Linked DNA regions of Zea mays: region 2 is linked to region 1. The links are chromatin contacts, called in public Hi-C maps. All regions are on one chromosome and are shown on one strand. The core of a region is the stretch at or near the end of the contact, and the rest is flanking DNA. Distances in the headings are between cores, read along the strand shown. Region 1 overlaps LOC100383196. Region 2 has its middle 46 kb from the start of LOC103642312.

Region 1 (6,072 bases), core at 661-3,160:
GCATATGCAAGAATGTGATTAAATTCTAAATGACCACATATCTATCAATTTGGTATCTCAAACATGTTGCCTATGCACATGCATCCATAGCAAGTAGAGTGCATGTTTCCTTTTGGTATTTAATATTTGATTGGTTTTGCTGTGTTGTCATCAATCACCAAAAAGGAGGAGATTGTAAGGAAAATAGACCCCGGTCCATTTGACTATGTGATTTTGGTGTTCGATGGTCAACATAACCGATGAACTAATGTTTTGCAAGTGTTTGTTTTTATAGTTCATAAGATGCAAAGTGGATTGGACTGAAGCTCTGAGAATGCAACACCTTAAAATAAAACCTAAAAGAATCATAGAAGATTTATAAATACTCAGCACAAATCCAAGACAGAAGACCAAAATAACACAAGAAAAGAAGATATAAGAATCAAGAAAAGGCTTGTCAGCTGGCACACCGAACCGATCCAGTGGTGCACCGGACCGAGAGCGCAGAGAGCTCTGCAAACAACTCTCGGACAACTAGCTATCCGGACCGGTCTGGTGGTGCACTGGACCTCTGCACTGTTGCAGAAAATCTATTAGTCGACCAACGACTAGCTGACATGGAGGGTCCAAACAAGCGGTTCGGTGCGGCGCACAAAAGTCTGCTTTCCTCCAACGGCTAGTTTTGGATGGAGGCTCTATAAATACCCCTAGCCAGTCATTTGAAGGTGTGGGAGCCTAAGCAACATACCAAGCAAGGTCATACACATTTCCATAACTCCAAACACTCAAGTGCTTAATAGAATCACTCGGTGATTAGCGTGGGTGCTTTGCGAAGTGCTTAGGTTAGTTAGACCGCTTATGCACTTGCTCTAGATTTGTTCCCAGTTGTGGGAGTGAGGTTAGACAACTCACAAATCCCTAGGCTCTTGCGCGAACCATTGTAAGTGTACTGAGTGGGGCAAGAGTCTTGCGAGACCACACCAACCTAGTTTATGATATAGCTGCCACCGTGTACTAGAGGGAACGAGGCCTGCGGCGTTTCAGCCGAAAGCTCGATAGTGAAGACAGCAGGTAGCGTCCGAGAGGAGGTCGGAAGCGGAGCACCACTTGCGTGTGGAGAAGGCATGCGGCTCTCTACGGAGTTACTCGACCGGATGTTTGGCCCTCGTGTGGGCTTTCCTTGTGCATGAGCACCAACGAGGATTAGTCAGAACCTTACACGGTTCTGGATTTCTCGTTAAAAATATCGGTGCGTCTATCGAAATTTGCAATCTCTATCTTTGCTTTTTAGCTTCCGCATTTACATTAGTTACTTAATTTGCAATCTATATTATTCTTAGTTTAGAATATAGGTTTGGAACTTTGGTTACATAACTCTTTTAGCGATAGAGATAGCAACACTTAGACAAAACCTGAATTGCACATTCTTGTTTAGTTATTTGCATATTTTTTGTTTAAGAGATTTATTTGTGGTCTAGATTAGCGCAATTTTAAAAGTCCTAATTCATCTCCACTTTGGCGTCTGTGTTCTTTTCATAGGCCACCTGCATTAAATAGGGATAATCTTGGCTTATACAAATACTTAATGCTCTTTAGTCAGTTTTTGTTTGTCAAACTATTAAGTTTAGGAAAGTGAAAGCAAACACGGCAAACTTAAACCGGCCGGCGGGGCTGCTGGGCGACACGGCCATAAATCCTGTCGGGCTCGGTGGACGCCGTTATGCGGGGCCGTATCTCGTGCAGGGCCGGCAGCGCCGAGACAAGGAGATCCATTCCAATCCACATTACCCACCCCCGCCGCGCGGCATCGTACGAGTAGGATCTTGTGCGGCTGCATCCGCAAATCTGGGTCTGGGAGGGAAGGGAGCATTCAACACTGGTCGGGCTGGGCCACTCGCTCATCAGTCACGCACGCCCCGTGCGCCGTGCGCGGGGCCTCCCCCTCTGTCACGGAACAGGAGTTTGGTGCTGCAGCAGAACAGAGCAGCCCACCACACCTGCACGTCAGTGTAGCAGCAAATCAAGCTCACTACCATGGCTGCAGATCCTCTCAACCATGCAAACCCTTCGACATCCGCACCCATCGAACCGACAGTTGCAGGTCATACCCAACACAAACTGGAGCATGACTTCGAGTACCATGACAATACATTACTACGCTTCAGATCCAAGGCTATTTACAGCGCTCCGCAAGGAAAAGGATTGGCCAAGCAGGCGCACCAGCGGTTTCTTGCCTGCTTTCTCCTGCTCTGCTACAACTTACCCCCAGGCGGGTCAGCACACAGAGCAGGGCACACACCCCCCAAAAAAATCCAGCTTACGACGGGAAACTAGCACCAGGAGAAGCACCATCTACAAACTGGGTACCGCGGGGCTTTTACCCGGAGGCATACACACAAAATTACCTACCTACTACACACCACTGAAACACACCCCTTTCTCGTTCTTCCGGTCACTCTGACACGTGGCCTTTTGTCTGCTTCACCACTTTCAAAAGGGCTGCAAGAAGTGAAACACACACAAGATTAGCTTAGGGTCAGTAGTTCTTCCGTGCAGCCAAGGCTAGACATTGCTGCTGAAGCTGCCTCACTGACTGGACAAGTTAGCGCGGTTCTCAGAATCGACAGCCGAAGTCGAGGGGCCGCTCCGGGGCTCTTTGGAAGCCAGCCCTCTTCCCAGCGAGTCAGACAGGCAGTCTTCGAGCCTCGCGTTTAGGGCGCCTGGGTTCATCCTCTCCACTTCCTCCCTTGTGTAGATGAAGATCTTGTGGACCATGTCACAGAACTCACTGCGCAGACAGAGGGAATCCAAGGTTAATCGTGACTGCATTTTCGATCAGCAGGCGGCGGAACGGATATTCAGGTGGGTAGGACACTTGCTTCCAGGGGTCGTCGCCGACCAGCATCATGTCGCCTTCGTTGTCAGTGTAGACGACCAACCAGTTCCTGCAAGGACTCTTCAGCTCACCATCGAAGTCAAACATCTGGTCTAGTTCGGCAATCAGCTCATCGTAGCAAGCGAACTTTGTTAGATCGATCGATCTCCCGAGGGCGCTGCCTTGCTTATGGACCTGAAATGGGAAAGCCTTGTCATATTCAGAAATTCCACAAACAACACGACGTTCCTCAAATATAATAAGAGGGCAAAAGGAGGAAAATGGAAGTAATTAGATAGAATATTTGACCATTACCATTAGAAAGCTAAGATTTCTCAAGGCCATGTCACTATGACAATGGTACATTTGTCATCACATATCTGTACTTAATAACCATTTACATAAGGCTAGACTATATATAGAAAAGGCATATTGCTTATAGATTAAAAGGCCTTATCACACTATCACAGGATTCCCAAAGCGTTCTTTTTTTCTTTTTTGACACCCAAACTTGAGGATAAATAGCTCTGTGGATGATGCCAAGCAGATCCAAACATGACACTTGCAGGAGCAAGAAAAACTTAAAGCAATCTATCAGCACGAAAGATTACAGAACTAGCAGATTTTATCGAACTGGTGCTTCTACATGCATAAAACATGTTGCCAAAAGAGACCAACAGCACATAACTTCATCGAAGCATGCTTTGAAGCCTAGGATGCATTTATGTATCAAGGGGATGACTAGAAAAGAAAAAGGTGCAAGATATGGTCAACCTTCTTGCAGCTTCTGGTTGAACTACTTTGCACTTTGTTCTGGATATTCTGGGTAGCTTCTGAACAAGGCTCATTGTTGTCTGTTGGAGAAGTTTGAAGTTTCCCGTCATATGCGACACTTGGTGGGGATACCAGAGGTTCAGATTTTTCTGGACTGCCAAGAGGAATCCCAAATAGTTTGAATGAAGTGCCTTTGGTTTTCTGAACATCATTTCCAATAACCAAAGGCTGGGACCTGATCAAACTTGACGATGCATGGTCTGTGTGGGAATTTGACTCAATAGATCCAAACCAGCCTGTGGAGCACTGATCAGTGACATGGCCCTGAAGTGAAGTGAAAGCTGATTTCCCAGTAAAATTTGCAGCTTCAGGTGTCACTAGATTATTCTGTTGAATCATCCTAAAACCACTGCTATGAGGCATAAAAGACAATGTGCCATGTAACATGTTGTGATTGGCTTGTTGAGCTGGATAACGGGCATCGGCTGTGACCCAGGTACTTGAGCGAGTCCCAGATATTTTATTAGGAAAAGGACGAAGTGGATTATGTGCATCCTTCAGTGGTTGAAATGCCGAGAACAGTTGATTGTAACCTTCTGGAGTTCTAGATTGCGTCCAACCCTCCAGACATCGTTTTGTCTGGGCAGCAATATTGTTTCTCTGTTGCTCAGTTCCTGAAGACCACATGGTAAGATCCTGAGCAGTCTTCACATCAGTGCTATCACGGTATCGACCTGTCAATTGTGTCCTTCCTTGATTGTGCAAGGCCCTTGGGAGATTATTCTGTTGCGACTCTACCATGACTTTAGAAGCAACTACATGAAAAGGTTATTTGTGCATTAGTAATGATAGAAAGAGCTGCAAGCTTCAGGTGAGTCCACAACAAGGCTAAATTCAAACCTTCTCTGTTTACAGTAGACACATCAGATGGTGAGGCGTTAACACTTGAACGAGACCTCTTGAATCTGACTGGAAGAGGGTTCACAGGAGATGGGCTAACAGCAGGTTCTATTTGCCAAGGAGAAACTCTTTCAGGACGAGGAACAGAAGAAGCTTCATCCCATCTCACCTAATTTTGCAAGAATAGGTTAGGTAAAGACTGGTATAAATCAACTCAAATCTCATAGAAACAAATATATTGTCAAAAAATACCTTAAGGGAACGCCATTTCGAGTCAGCCCAGCCAGATGGATCAGAAACACATATTCCAACTATTGTGCCAGTGAATCTAACAAATTACAATGGAAAGTTTATCTCCAAAGGGGGACTTTGCTGTGGTATGTAAATGAACCAAATACCCACTATAGACACTCTTACCTTTGCTCTGCCGCTTCTTCACCTTCAAATCTCATCCTAAACCTCATCCCTATTGAATAATTTCGTTTCAGTGATTCACAGTACCTAGCTCGTGAAACCACAAATTCAGCTGGACTAGTCCTGCAGGATGTGTTGTAAATAACTCAGCTCAAACATGCAATTCATTATCCGTTGATCCCAAAACTTTCTTTTATCATGTACAAGGGAATCATGCAACTTCATGCGTCAATTAAGTAACGGACTGGAATAGGGTTACTGCTAAAAGTGAAGAAAGAAAGAAAGAAAAATAATGTTACTAAGCTTATAATTCCTTACAAACCTTGGTTTGTAGTAGACAGTGAACATACTCCCAGTGTTCACTGCATGCCATGCTGTTGCAAGAACACCAAGATGCATACTGTGGCTTGATATGACTGAAGATGGGATAGTGGTTTGGTGCCTCAGTGCACGCCGAACTCCAACACGTAACTCCCCATTCTCACCTCTATCTCGTAATATAAGGAATTGGGTATTGGTAAGTTAGTCAAGTGTCAAAGGGGAGAGTTAAGAGCAAGCAACATTAACTGCACAGCATAGCATAGTATGAAACCTGAGAAATATGAATGCATCCCCCGCAACAAGACGCTTGGCACTAACAAAAACACTCCAACCACTCTGAAGGAGGTGTCTCCGTGGCTGACCTGATGTAAATCAAACGTGAAGTTATAAATTTTAACATATGTCAGATGGTCAACTATGCAAGTTACAATTTAGATCATCAACAATGGAGCAGGAATTCCAAAACCAAATAAACTAAGTGAGAAGAAGAATCGTCGATGAAACTACTGCCAACATCCCCAAATCAAATGCAGGCAAACCGAAAAAATATCAAATACATAAATTTCTAGTGATAAAATGGCCCTGATGAGATAATAGAATTGAACTGTTTATGTGGAACTCAAAATTGTTCCTAGAAAACTTTGCAATTAAATTCAAAGTAAATAAAACACACAAATAGCCTATAGTGGATTCAGAAACAAGTAAAAGCTGGCAATAAGCATGCACTCCTCTGGTGAAACTAAGTGAACAAAGAAGAACAAAACATAACACTATTACTCTGGAAAAAATCAACAGGGATCACCTCGAAA
Region 2 (5,856 bases), core at 232-2,731, 230 kb before region 1:
ACCGAGGAAGGCATGGGAAGAAAAGAATAAGAAAGGCATAGCAAGGCATGGGATACATTTTAGTACTAGCTCTTACAAAAAACCAGAACTAAAAATATGTGAGCAGGAACCGAAAAGTGACCTTTAGTACTAGTTCTTATAAAGAACCGATACCGAGGACCTCTATGTCCATGACACGAGCTTGAGGTAAGTGAGTACTGACTGATGTCTTCAACTGGTACTGACGACTTAACATTAGAACCAGTTAGGATATCAACCTATACTAATACCCTATTCAAGGATGAGGAAGTTAAAAACTGTACTAACATTTTAGTACCTCGGACGACATATTATTGGTTTATGACGTCAATATATATTTCTTGTGAGTATAGATAAAAAAAAATTGAACAGCTTTTGTAAAACGACTCATAATTATTCAAATGAGGGATTTTTAAAAAGTTTAGGAAAACGAAGTTCTTTTATAACATCCTCTGCAAGAATTTTGCCCTCAAATACTGCACACCATTTATTCATATGGAAATAAAAATTAGCTGTGCACCATTAACAATCTACATTCCCGTCAGCAACTAGCCGCGTGAAGCATTGAAGGATCTACGAGAGTATATGTATGAGCTCCCTCATGTACTTGCATTCAGAGTTGAGGCTACAATAGTGGAGCCACGCACTTCGCCGTGGTGTCCTTGTCACATCAATTTTGCCAACTAATATATCAGCGTCGATACTGAGGACCTTTATGTCATCAATTTTGCATTTTAGTACTAGCTCTTAAAAAAGAACTAGAACTAAAGATATGTGAGTAGGAACCGAAAAGTAACCTTTAGTACTAATTCTTATAAAGAATCGATACTGAGGACCTTTATGTCCTTGCGTGAGCTCGAGGTACGTGAGTACTGATTGATGTCTTCAACTGGTACTGACGACTTAACATTAGTAGCAGTTGTAGATATCAACCTGTACTAATATCCTATACAAGGATGAGGAAGTTTAAGAACTGTACTGACGTTTTAGTACCCTCGGACGGAAGCCCCTTACATATATATCACTATATTAGTTAAATAGATAGAAATGTGAAATATTTTTCTCTTACAAACATACTATTGGTTTATGACGTCAATATATATTTCTTGTGAGTATAGATCAAAAATATTGAACAGCTTTTGTAAAACGACTCATAATTATTCAAATGAGGGGTTTTTAAAAAGTTTAGGAAAACAAAGTTCTTTTTATAACATCCTCTGCAAGAATTTTGCCCTCAAATACTGCACACCATTTATTCATATGGAAATAAAAATTAGCTGTGCACCATTAACAATCTACATTCCCGTCAGCAACTAGCCGCGTGAAGCATTGAAGGATCTACGAGAGAGTATATGTATGAGCTCCCACATGTACTTGCATTCAGAGTTGAGGCTGCAATAGTGGAGCCACGCACGTCGCCGTGGTGTCCTTGTCACATCAATTTTGCCAACTAATATATCAGCGTCGAAGCATCAACGTACAGTAGCAGTCTGGCTCCTATATTGTCTGCGTGCATGCATAATATTCTTCAAATTCAATACTACGCCGGCTGGTTCGATGTAGTACTGCATGAAGAAATTAACACCCTAGCTTAATTGTGCTGTTTCAGCTTTAATGCTTTCCAACGTGGACAGCTCTAAAGTACGTTGGATCTTCATTTCTTCGTTGACACACAACAAATATGAAAATTTGATTCCGAAGTTGTTTTTCAAAAGGGGAGGGTACAAATGTTTTAATTTAGGTGTTGATCTGATGTTCTGACATTACAGGATTATGGCAACAGGGGAGGGCGGAACAACTCATCAATACTGTAAGATAAAAAAATATCATGTAATATATATACATGTGTATACTAATTTGGATATAGTATAGATAATAAGCTAGTCAAACAAACTTGGACCATACAATTATACATTAATTAACTCCAAGAGCAGAGAATAATTTTGCACATTTAGAGAAAAAGAGACTTATTACATGATTACATCTCTATTAAGGGGTTATTTGGTTTCTAGAGACTAATTTTTAGTTCTCTCATTTTATTCCGTTTTAGTCCCTAAATTGTCAAATATGAAGACTAAAACTCTATTTTAGTTTCCATATTTAGCAATTTCTAGAAAATAAAATGGAATAAAATGGAGAACCTAAAAATTAGACGCTAGAAACCAAACACCCCTTAACTTGAACTAGCCTCTACGAGGACCAGCCAAATCAAAAGCTTCGATTATTTCATGAGAGCTAATCTTTGTTGTCATTCATTCTCAACATAGATGATCACGTAAGTTTGCAGAAAATCATCTGCAATTTTATTCCATAGCCATGTTTTGACATGTTTTATAGCTAAAAAGGCTCTCTAAGTGGTTGCAGTTAAGCTTTGAAGGGCGACCACTAATCTTAATAATCTAACAACCATTAGATACATGAAACTTTTACATAGTTTAACAAGGCCTTTTATCAAATCAACAGATGATGGTAATATATTTAGCTCTGGATGATTGTATACATCAAGCTAATAATGTGGAAGTCGATGCTCTAATCGGGGCCTTTCTTTTGATTGAAAAAAATAATAGGAGAATATTTTTTACTAGAAAAAAATCAAATTACTCCTCTCACCTATGGACCCCCTAACTATTTTTAGTTCATTTTACCCCTCCTCTCATTTGAGTTGGTTCAATTTACCCACTAACAAAAGATTTTTTTTATTTCTTTATGTACAAACTAAGTTTTCAATTCAAATTTTGTTAGTTAGTAGCTAATAGAATAATTTAGCCTAGAAAAATATATTATATTTCTTTATATTTTTTACCATAAGGGTGTCTGATAGAGGGGATAAAAATAGATATTTGCCCATTGGAAACCGAATTGAAGCACGGTTGAACTGAGATAAAAACAGCGCAATTAAAGGATGAATTTATGGTGATGAAAGACTTAAAGGGTTTGTGATCTAGCTAGGGCTCGCGATAGTAGGAGTTCACGCAAAGGCGGCTAGCGAGGGTAAACCGATTAGCACAATGGATCAGTTTGAAGTTTCGGGTGATGGATCTGAGATAGCGACCCAAACACACGCGGAAATAATGAACTATGACCTTCATCCATTCTCAATCCTTCATTTTATTAGTTGTCAAATTATTGATTTAGAAATGAATTTTACAACAACCGGATATGCTCATACTTTTATTTGTGGGAACAAACATATAATCTCTACTACATAAAGCTGCTCGAATTTTACTAAATTTTGCAAATCCCAAATGGTTTGTTATTTCAAAATTTAAAAACAAAATTCGCTATTCTCGAGCGGTTTTCGGTGAATCCCGAGTGGTTTTTTTGTTAATTTCGAGCTGTTTTCGGTGATTTACCAGCCAGAAATGCTAATTAGTTTTATAGGATTTTAGTGGAATATTTTCCAATTTTTTATGAACTTTTTAAAATTTAAATTTTGAAACGAATCTTTCGAAAAATATCATCGGAATCCGTTTTCTCTTAGTATCTGTAACAAGAAATTTTAAACCCTGAAGGTTGGTTTGGTGTCTAAGAAAATAGAGAAGATCTATGAGAAGAAATCACCTCGTCATTTAATTTTGAATATCAATTGGATTCCTCCCCATAAATCTTCTTTCAGAGGTACTGCGGAGGCTCCACAAAACAGCGTGCTTCTAGCGACGGCAATGGTAACGCGGCCAGACCCACCGCCATGGCGAGAGGTGCGACCACAGACAGACCTACAGCCAGCAGTGCCTTCCACAGCCGAAGCGGGAGTGACAGCAAGGGCCAGCGCATCGAGCACCGCTGTCTTAGACTGTCTTCAGTAACGCCCTTTATATTCATCCTCTATATCTGTCATTTACGGTCTTTTCAAAAAAATTTTATCCCCTATATTTCCTTCCTCTCCAACAACGTCCTTTAAATCAAGTCTTCTATACATAAATACCTATATTAAAGGTATTTTTTAATTTTTATTTTTGTACATACGTATTTGTCATACTTTCAAATGTATTGTACATATTTTAGTTTTGCTAAGCCAGTTGTTTAATGTATTTAAATGGATAGAGAACCGTTTAAAGAAACTCTATATATAGAGGATCCAGCAACATCCTCTAAATTTAGAGGGTCGTTTAGAAGACGCTGCTTGTCGGGGACCATAATTAGGGGTACCCTCAAGACGCCTAATTCTCAGCTGGTAACCCCCATCAGCATAAAGCTGCAAAGGCCTGATGGGCATGATTAAGTCAGGGATCAGTCCACACGAGTGACTCGATCACGCTTCACCCGAGCCTAGCCTCGGCCGAAGGCAGCCGACCTCGAGAGACTTCCGTCTCGCCCGAGGCCCCCTTTTTATGGCGGACACATCACCGGCTCGCCCAAGGCCTTGGCTTCGCTCAGAAGCAACCTTGACTAAATCACCACACCGACTGACCAAATTGCAGGGGCATTTAACGCACAGGAGGCCTGACACCTCTATCCTGACACGCGCCTCCGGCAGAGCCGAGGTGACCGCCGTCACTCCACCGCTCCACTGGCCAGTCTGACAGAAGGACAGCGCCGCCTGCGCCACTCCGACTGCAGCGCCACTCGACAGAGTAAGTCTGACAGGCAGTCAGGCCTCGACAAAGGCGCCACGGCGAACTCCGCTCCGCCCGACCCCAGGGCTCGGACTCGGGCTAAGACCCGGAAGACGGCGAACTCCGCTCCGCCCGACCCCAGGGCTCGGACTCGGGCTAAGACCCGGAAGACGGCGAACTCCGCTCCGCCCGACCCCAGGGCTCGGACTCGGGCTATGACCCGGAAGACGGCGAACTCCGCTCCGCCCGACCCCAGGGCTCGGACTCGGGCTAAGACCCGGAAGACGGCGAACTCCGCTCCGCCCGACCCCAGGGCTCGGACTCGGGCTAAGACCCGGAAGACGGCGAACTCCGCTCCGCCCGACCCCAGGGCTCGGACTCGGGCTAAGACCCGGAAGACGACGAAACTCTGCCTCGCCCGACCCCAGGGCTCGGACTCCGCCCTGGCCTCGGCCGAACGACTTCCACCTCGACCGACCCCTTGGCTCGGGCTCGGCCACGGCAACAGAAGGCAGACTCAACCTCGGCTTCGGAGGAAACCCCACGTCGCCCTGCCTAGGGCACAGACCGCCACGTCAACAGGAGGCGCCATCATCATCCTACCCCGAATCGACTCGGGTCACGGAGAACAAGACCGGCGTCTCATCCGGCCAGCTCCGCCAGAGAGGCAATGATGGCGCTCCACAAGCTCTATGACGACGGCGGCCCCTAGCTCTCTTACGGAAGCAGGACAACGTCAGCAGGGACTCGACCGCTCCAACAGCTGTCCCTCCATCAGGCTCCGCCGCACCTCCAACAGCCACGACATCACACCAGCAGGGTGCCCAGATCTCTCCGGCTGCCACATTGGCATGTACCTAGGGCGCTAGCTCTCCCTCCGCTAGACACGTAGCACTCTGCTACATCCCCATTGTACACCTGGATCCTCTCCTTACGACTATAAAAGGAAGGACCAGGGCCTTCTCAGAGAAGGTTGGCCGCGCGGGACCGAGGACGGGACAGGCGCTCTCTTGGGGCCGCTCGCTTCCCTCACCCGCGTGGACGCTTGTAACCCCCCTACTGCAAGCGCACCTGACCTGGGCGCGGGACGAACACGAAGGCCGCGGGACTTCCACCTCTCTCACGCTCGGCTCCGGCCGCCTCGCCTCTCCCCCCTTCGCGCTCGCCCACGCGCTCGACCCATCTGGGCTGGGGCACGCAGCACACTCACTCGTCGGCTTAGGGACCCCCCTGTCTCGAAACGCCGACAGTTGGCGCGCCAGGTAGGGGCCTGCTGCGTGCT

The links. A called contact is a pair of places that touch in the nucleus more often than the background predicts.
Region 2: a Hi-C map of tassel shows a contact between it and region 1, with 1.8 times the contacts expected there. The contact joins two enhancer-like sites. A contact is called at or near these places in 2 of 25 Hi-C or Micro-C datasets (ear and tassel).

Annotation. Positions count from the first base shown.
Region 1 is chr10:13,675,994-13,682,065 of Zm-B73-REFERENCE-NAM-5.0, reverse strand. LOC100383196 reads right to left here. Exons shown (of 14, transcript NM_001175858.1): 6 at 6,066-6,072; 7 at 5,535-5,625; 8 at 5,265-5,429; 9 at 4,946-5,065; 10 at 4,781-4,856; 11 at 4,529-4,697; 12 at 3,629-4,443; 13 at 2,859-3,049; 14 at 2,117-2,767. The coding sequence ends at 2,566. Among protein-coding and RNA genes, the nearest start is that of LOC100383196, 5.0 kb to the right of the region's middle. Within about 2 kb of position 1,910, at least 19 of the 20 cell types and tissues checked have an H3K27ac peak or open chromatin away from gene starts, as enhancers often do. A contact at or near this core is called in tassel, where this site is marked.
Region 2 is chr10:13,903,661-13,909,516 of Zm-B73-REFERENCE-NAM-5.0, reverse strand. No RefSeq gene overlaps it. Among protein-coding and RNA genes, the nearest start is that of LOC103642312, 46 kb to the left of the region's middle. Within about 2 kb of position 1,481, at least 6 of the 20 cell types and tissues checked have an H3K27ac peak or open chromatin away from gene starts, as enhancers often do. A contact at or near this core is called in tassel, where this site is marked.